Linked DNA regions of Drosophila melanogaster: region 2 is linked to region 1. A link is a contact called in public Hi-C data. All regions are on one chromosome and are shown on one strand. Each heading gives the region's core, a stretch centred on a gene start, on an enhancer-like site or on the middle of the called end of the contact. The rest is flanking DNA. Distances are from core to core; before and after follow the strand shown.

The links. Hi-C and Micro-C count contacts between places; a contact is called where the count stands out from the background.
Region 2: a contact with region 1 is called in a Hi-C map of the Kc167 cell line, with 4 times the contacts expected there. The contact joins two enhancer-like sites. A contact is called at or near these places in 3 of 107 Hi-C or Micro-C datasets (the Kc167 cell line and the S2 cell line).

The regions. Positions count from the first base shown.
Region 1 is chr3R:20,285,451-20,288,801 of dm6, forward strand. cic (capicua) reads left to right here. Exons shown (of 18, transcript NM_001275826.1): 2 at 2,499-3,351. The coding sequence starts at 2,631. Among named protein-coding and RNA genes, the nearest start is that of CG4367, 18 kb to the right of the region's middle. Within about 2 kb of position 1,576, at least 28 of the 39 cell types and tissues checked have an H3K27ac peak or open chromatin away from gene starts, as enhancers often do. A contact at or near this core is called in the Kc167 cell line and the S2 cell line, where this site is marked.
Region 2 is chr3R:20,462,082-20,465,641 of dm6, forward strand. Gfrl (Glial cell line-derived neurotrophic family receptor-like) reads right to left here. Exons shown (of 21, transcript NM_001300495.1): 3 at 2,926-3,029. The coding sequence starts at 2,968. Among named protein-coding and RNA genes, the nearest start is that of Gfrl, 21 kb to the right of the region's middle. Within about 2 kb of position 2,295, at least 30 of the 39 cell types and tissues checked have an H3K27ac peak or open chromatin away from gene starts, as enhancers often do. A contact at or near this core is called in the Kc167 cell line and the S2 cell line, where this site is marked.

The DNA of each region.
Region 1 (3,351 bases), core at 326-2,825:
GACTTTGATGGGGTATTAAGATTGAGATGCTCAAATGAGCATTGTAACATTATTATGCCAATAAAGTAGTACGTAACGAAAAACCGTATAATTATTCCAATACCAACTGTTGTAAGAAGTGATCTAGTGAACTAATGTTTTGAGGATCGGGAGTATGCTCGTTAGTTCATCGTAAAATTTAGTATCACTTTTCTATTTTAATGGCTGTTGGAAGCTGTAAAGTGCACACAAGATCCGGACTCGCAGCCATCAAAATAAAGTTAAGAGCGCTGGATATGGTTAGATTTACTTAGGCACGCATCGGTAGCAAGCTGACCCCCTTACCCACCCCTTGATGTCGTTTTCTGTGACTGAGCACACACACAAAAGCACCCAGAACACACCCACACACGCCCTGTGCTGCAACGCATGAACAAATATAGAAGATATGCAGTTATTTACATAAAAGCTTTATAAATATGTGCATAAGCTTGCCACTGTGTTGTGCGGCTGTGAGAGTGTGTGTGTGTGTGTGTGTGGGGGGGGGGGTGTGGCTTATGGAAGGGGGGGAGCATGCTGACGGCGTAATGGTGTGTGCATGTAAGCATGTGTCCAACTAATCGCGAGTCGAGTTTTTAGCCTGATCCTGAGGCTCAGTCGTCATCTGAGGCACCATATTCAGCTTACTGCCGTTCTGACGCAGAATTTTCTTGATTCCTCAAAAATCCGTCAATGGCACTGAAAGAAATTTAGGAGGGTATTGAAATATAAAAACTTATCACCTTCAATCATTATTTCTTGCAAAGAATGGGATTACTTTCGTAGTATTTCTCTATTTAAGAAGTGTTGACATAAGTAGTGCCCTTCCAGCACGTTTTCCCGCCTAACATTTCGCTGTTTTTTCGCAGTGTGTGCTGGCACTTTCCACGCTTGCCCCAACAACTGTACCAGACACCGTGTCTGCCACCTTTGAGCGACTTCTTCTCGCTTCTGCAACGCCGCCCTTGTGGATTTTTCCTAACAATTGCAAGTCGCTGGTGGCAGCCTAGCAACCGAAAGCGCGAAAGCCCTGGCCGCAGTAATGAAAAGCAAAGTTGTGAAAAGCGAGCTGGAAAAAATTGGTTGTGTGAAGGGAAGGGGAGGGGAAAAGGGAAAATAAAGCAATCATTGCACTTGTCCCGCGCATCAGCAACAACTGCTGACTGCAACAACAATATGGCCAAGGCTGCAGGTTTTTCATTTTTTCCCTTCATTTCTATATTCATTCCTGGTTGCTACGTAGCTTCAATTTAGCTTCGTTCCCACTGTATTCGTGTGCGCCTGCATTGGTGGTGTGGTATCGCATAGTACGTGTGTATGGGTTTAAGAGCTCGCCCACAATGGGCGTGGCAGTCATTTCCCGCAATTACGCCTACACACAACCGACCTAAGTCAGGGCTACAGATGGGGCGATGTAGATGGATGCGGATTGTGGATGGCAGACGACGGGGATCAAATTGAAAATGGAAATGGCATTGGAGGAGTTGCTCCTGCTGCGATAAGCCGTATTTGCAGTCGCTGCCACCGAGATGTGGCAACTCTGCCTAACGGTCGTATACGTATCATGCCCAGAAGTATGCAACACTTTTGTGAGCCGCTTCGTCTGATGAATTGGGTGAAATTAATTGGTGAACGAGATGGATAATAAGTTCTATTAGTTGGCAGATTAATATATGGCATTTTAAACTTCTTACATTATATTTTACTTGATTTTCATATTAAAATGCTGTTTCCTCACTTAGTATAGAAATTGGGGTTACATCAAACATAATCCCATCTAAAGTGTAACAACACGTTATAATGATGGAAACTAGGACAGAATCACTAGGAATGCATAATAATAGCCAATAAACCGTACAAGCTACTGCATGAATCGTAATGAGGTGATGAAGTTTCTTCGGAAATATTCATTGCCATGTGGTTGTGTAACCTGGCATACACCATATTTTCGCCCCCGTTTGAAAAACTCGAGGCTGTTGCAAGTGGACCTACAATTGCTCCGCTCTCTGTGTGCGGGTGTATTTGTGGTTGCCGGATGATTTTGACTTTTTGTGCAACTGTACGTCCGTCAGTCTGTGCGGCTTTGGCATAAAATGTTTCAAGTGTCATTTATATTCATTTTCATTCTTTTTTTTAAATGCCGGCTGCAGCCACGCCCACCGCCCACAAGCCAGCCCAGACCACTGGACGTCTGTGCAAATTAAAATGTTTCCGTTGTCGTTGTCGCAAATTCACACACAGACAGACACCCTCAGAAGGAATGAGAGAGAGACCCCTAGTCGGACGAGATTGAATTTTATGGCCCGACGTCGGGCGCCAGAGTTTCTGCGAGTCCTGTGGATCGTGGGCAGGATGTCAGGGTTGTCCGGATGCGGATTACACTAATTATGAAATGACATCGACAACGGCGTCGTTGATTTTAATGGTTTTCTGTTGTCAACCCAATTAACAAATTTTCTCGCCTTTCGCTTCGATTGCAGGAAGGATGCTGCTGATGTCACCGCCGTTGCAGTAGCAACACCAATCCAAGGAAGCCGAAGGAAAATCATCATCTGCTGCACCCACTCCTCCCCCCGAGAACAAGCCACACACATGTTGCTGCCACAGCTACGATGCTCAGCGCTGCCAATGCAACTGCAACAGCAACACATGGAGCAGCAGCAGTCGCGATTGCCGCAGCCGAGACTTATGTCATAACAAACAAACAGCAGCAACAGCAGCAGCAACAAGTATTTGTTGTTGCCGCCAACAAAATGGTGATACCAGCAACGGGAGCAACGATCGCCGGTATACCAACAGCAACAACAACAGCAGCCGCCGAGTCAACAGCAACGCAGCAGCACCAGCAACACCAACAACAGCAGCAGCAGCAACAACATGTGCTGTTCCAGCCGCACCTACAGACAACAACCGCAACTGCAGCAACCTGCAGCACACCTCAGCAACAGCAACCACCTCAGCCGCGGCAGCATCCCAAGAAGCGAAAGTTCGATCCAGCCGAGCTGGACAAGACCGAGCAGCATCCCCAGCAGCAGCAGCAGCAGCAAGTGAGTCTGCAGAAGCAGCAGAAACCCGCCGAAACAACTGGGAACGGCGATGGCCTGGCCAACGGCAATCAGCAGCATCGCATGATCGTGAGTTGCGGTGCAGGCGCCGGCAACAACAGTAGCAACAGCAGCAGCAGCAACAACAGCAGTCACAGCAGCAGCGATATCAAGCAGCAGCAGCAGCAACGTATTATCATTGCATCCCCGCAACATGCCAGCGGTAGTACTTACAAGCAACATGTTGCCAGCGGCAACAATAGTCACGCAGCCACAATCAATCATCAAC
Region 2 (3,560 bases), core at 1,045-3,544, 180 kb after region 1:
GTGTACAGCCTGCTGCACTGGAATCAAGTTATTGTATAATTCCGAGTCCACAAGCTTCAGTACTTGACAACCCCCTTGGCAATGTCCAAACAAAGCGACACTAAGCACACATATTGGAAAAACTTGGGGGCATAAGAGCTAATGCAAAGGAGAGCATTGAACTTTGGTCGCTTTGAGGTGACAGGAGCTGGAAAATCGCCGAGCCCGGAAATGTTGCTTTTCATTATATTTTATGAACCCGGCCGACACGCCAAGTGTGGCGAATGTGAAATGAAAGCCAGACCGTCAAATGATGCCGCTATTTTTCATTTAGCCCCATGAAATTATTGTGTGCTTTAAGATTCTGACTACAAAAAAAAAAAAAAACAGAGAAAAACAGTAAAAAAAAAAGAGCCACATCGACGAGCTTCCCAAAGAATTGAGGAGCATCCGCCGCGAGTTTAAGCAAATTGCCATAATGAACCCTTTTTTTTCGTGGCTGCCGCCCGTTTTGACGCCTTGCCAATTTTATGTAGTCTCGGGCCTGCCAAGCGAATAGAGCGAGTGTGGCAGGGGTTGGGGAGGGGTCTGAGGGTCTGGAACGGCATCGGTTAAGTTTCCATGCGTTGCCTTTTTCGGTGTTAAAATGAAATCTATAAAAATAAGTGTGGCATGTTCTGTGCCACTCTGGCTTTTTTCTTGCCAGCCCAAGCTGTTGTCTGAGTGTCTGAGTGTCTGTGTGCCCTTTTGGGGGGGAGTATTTGGGCCAAAGAGCCCCATCGCATCGCTCGGCATTTAACCAGCTCACTTTTGGGTTATTAAATGATATAGCAGTTTGCCGTTAATGACTGCCAAAATGGCGACGCTAGCTGGCATGGCAATCGAAGGGGTTAAAGGGGGGAAATTTGTGGGCTGAGGAAGGCATCAGGCGGAAGGATGGAAAAGGAACGAAGGACGTCGACCAGCCCTTTGAGTTTATTGAGCTCTCTAAACCGTTAGCTGGCATCGTGGCGTCCTGTGAGCCACCAATCTGGTCCTGGTTGTGATGCGGCCCTGGGCCTGGCATGTCAGCTTGTTTAATGAGGGTAAAATTAGCGCTGTCTCAAGCTTATTAGAGCCCCACTTGGGAGTTTTGGTTAATGCCAGTCACTTTGTGGACCCCGCCGCATTGCGACTCAAGTCAGTCTAAGGCGACTTAATTATTTTGATTTATAGCAGGACACTTGAACTATCGACGAGCGGTTTTAGAATGCCTTTGATTAGCATAAATGATGAGGCCCGCTGAAAGTTAAGTGCGAAATTCGTATGGCTCCTGCTGGAAACTGTGTGGGTGGCTCTCAAAAGTCGCCACAAATCAAGGTAATGACCTGCAGTTTTTGTTTTTTTGCGTGTGTCGCTGGAGTCGAGGCATTTTCTTGGCATTGCGCATACGCCGCGTGGCCCCAAAACAGCTCGCTGGCACGCAAATGAAAATGACCAATGTGCTTAATTTCTTAGCATACTTTTCTGCGCTGCAAGGCGCAAGAAATCAAGAACAGCCAGCCCCGTGCCAGTTGTTGTGGCTCCATTAGAAACGCGTTTGCCCCAGCTCTCATCGTCACACGTTTTATATGCAAATAAAGTGCTGTGTGCTCCACAAGGAGCAGGTGAACAAAGGCGCCACTCGGCAGTGACCACTTGGCTTGGCCACTTTCTGGCTTTCTGGTGATTTGCCCACCTGTGCTCTGATTGCTCACGCGACTCCAAAGGCTGTGGGTGGGCCCAGGGCCCACTTGCATGTAATAATAATTCCTTGGGGCTTTGGCCCCGCCGCCCATAAACATGGTAAATTGTTGCTGACTTTGTGACTTTGTTGCCGGTTAATAAGAAACTTGCGTCACGCAATATAATTAAGATAAACATAATTATAGTTTGCCGTTATGTGTTGGTTTTTACCACAGCCATTCAGGCATTCTAATCGCAAAAGTCTGGCGATTGAAGGGCGATTAAAGTTATGCTATAAAGGTATTTCGTTGATAAGCGTTCTAAGAATTCACGGACATTTAATAGATTGATTTCACAACATCGGCCAGAGGTCGCACTTAAATCACGATGCAGTTGTCAGCTTTTAGTAAGGAATCTTTAGTGGCGTTATAATTTCTTGGAATTTGTCTATGTCTGCTATATTTAGTATCCTAAGTCGATAATAACATTTGAAAATAACGTATCTTCGCGGCAGTCTCCGATATTTTTTCGGTATTTTCTAAGATGCCATACTGATTTCTAAGGATCGCGGGCACTGCCACCTTGGTATATAAGGATGGTCAGCGCTGCCATCCCAAATGCAAAGGATGTCCTGCGCTGCCATCATAACATACAAGGATGTCGGACGCTGCCACCCTGATTTCTAGGAATGCAAAAGGTTCATGAATCGGCTAAACATAAGCTATATTAGCTTTTAAGAATAGTCACAAACAAGCTTGAAGCTTTTTACTTTACTACTATCAAAGCTCTTTGCAATAAGCGGTTGAAAGCTCTTTAAGGGACCCTGGCGGAAGCTTTTTTACACTGCCTTGAAAAGTTCGTTTATACTAAGCAGTGCGGTGTTTAAATATCCTGTTTCAAAGCCACAAAGTTTGAATATTAGTGCCTCCCAAACTGTAACACTTTCACCACACGTACAAATACAAATAAGATGATTACTGAATAAACGACAACTGATTTTAAAATATTTTTTTCGTTAGCATAAAATACGTTGAATCCTTCAGAAATGTATTTAGCTCTCGAATCGACTTAATGAGCAAAAACTCTTTGAACACAAATCGTTTAGCGGCAAATGTGATTAATTAACTTTCGCTCGCCCGCATATTTCGCATGTCGAAATTCCATTTAACGATTGCAATTAATAATACGCGCTGAACGACCGAACGCCTGAAAGTGGAAGATAGGACTTTCGAAAGGACTCACCTAAATAAAAAATTCCGATAATCACGGCGAATGGTTTCAGCATGTTGTCATTGGTTGTAGTACAAATGGAATCCAGATATCAGCGGACGTTGTCTACTGTTCAGCTGAAATCGAGAGAGAGAAGTACAATTTGTTCAATTAATTATTGAAATTGAAGCGAACAGCTGAATAATTGCCAAAGGAAAATAAAGTAAACGGTGACACGGAAAAATATTTACAATTTCACTATTTTCAACGAGCTGAAAGCGCCGTTCGAGAGGATAATGAAATGGCAGAAAATCAAATAATAAATACGAAATGTAAACTGAACAATTATGCTGCCAGTGTCAAGCATAAAAGTGGCCGGCTGCATCTTCGCAAATGCAAATGTAAATTGCGAAATGCAAATTATGCATATTTTGATTGGGCCCAAAGTCAGCCGGAAGTGCTTAAAATTCATTTGTCAAGCTACTCTAGCATAAATAAAATTATGATGTTGCTTAAAAACAGCTTCTGTTGGTTTTTATAAGTTCAATTTGCCGAAGGTGAATGAGATAAGATTATAAATATACATGGTTAACTTTGAAGGAGAAAATTTTTAACTACTGTATTATAGTATATTTTATTGGATCTTAGTAACCAAACATGAAAATCCT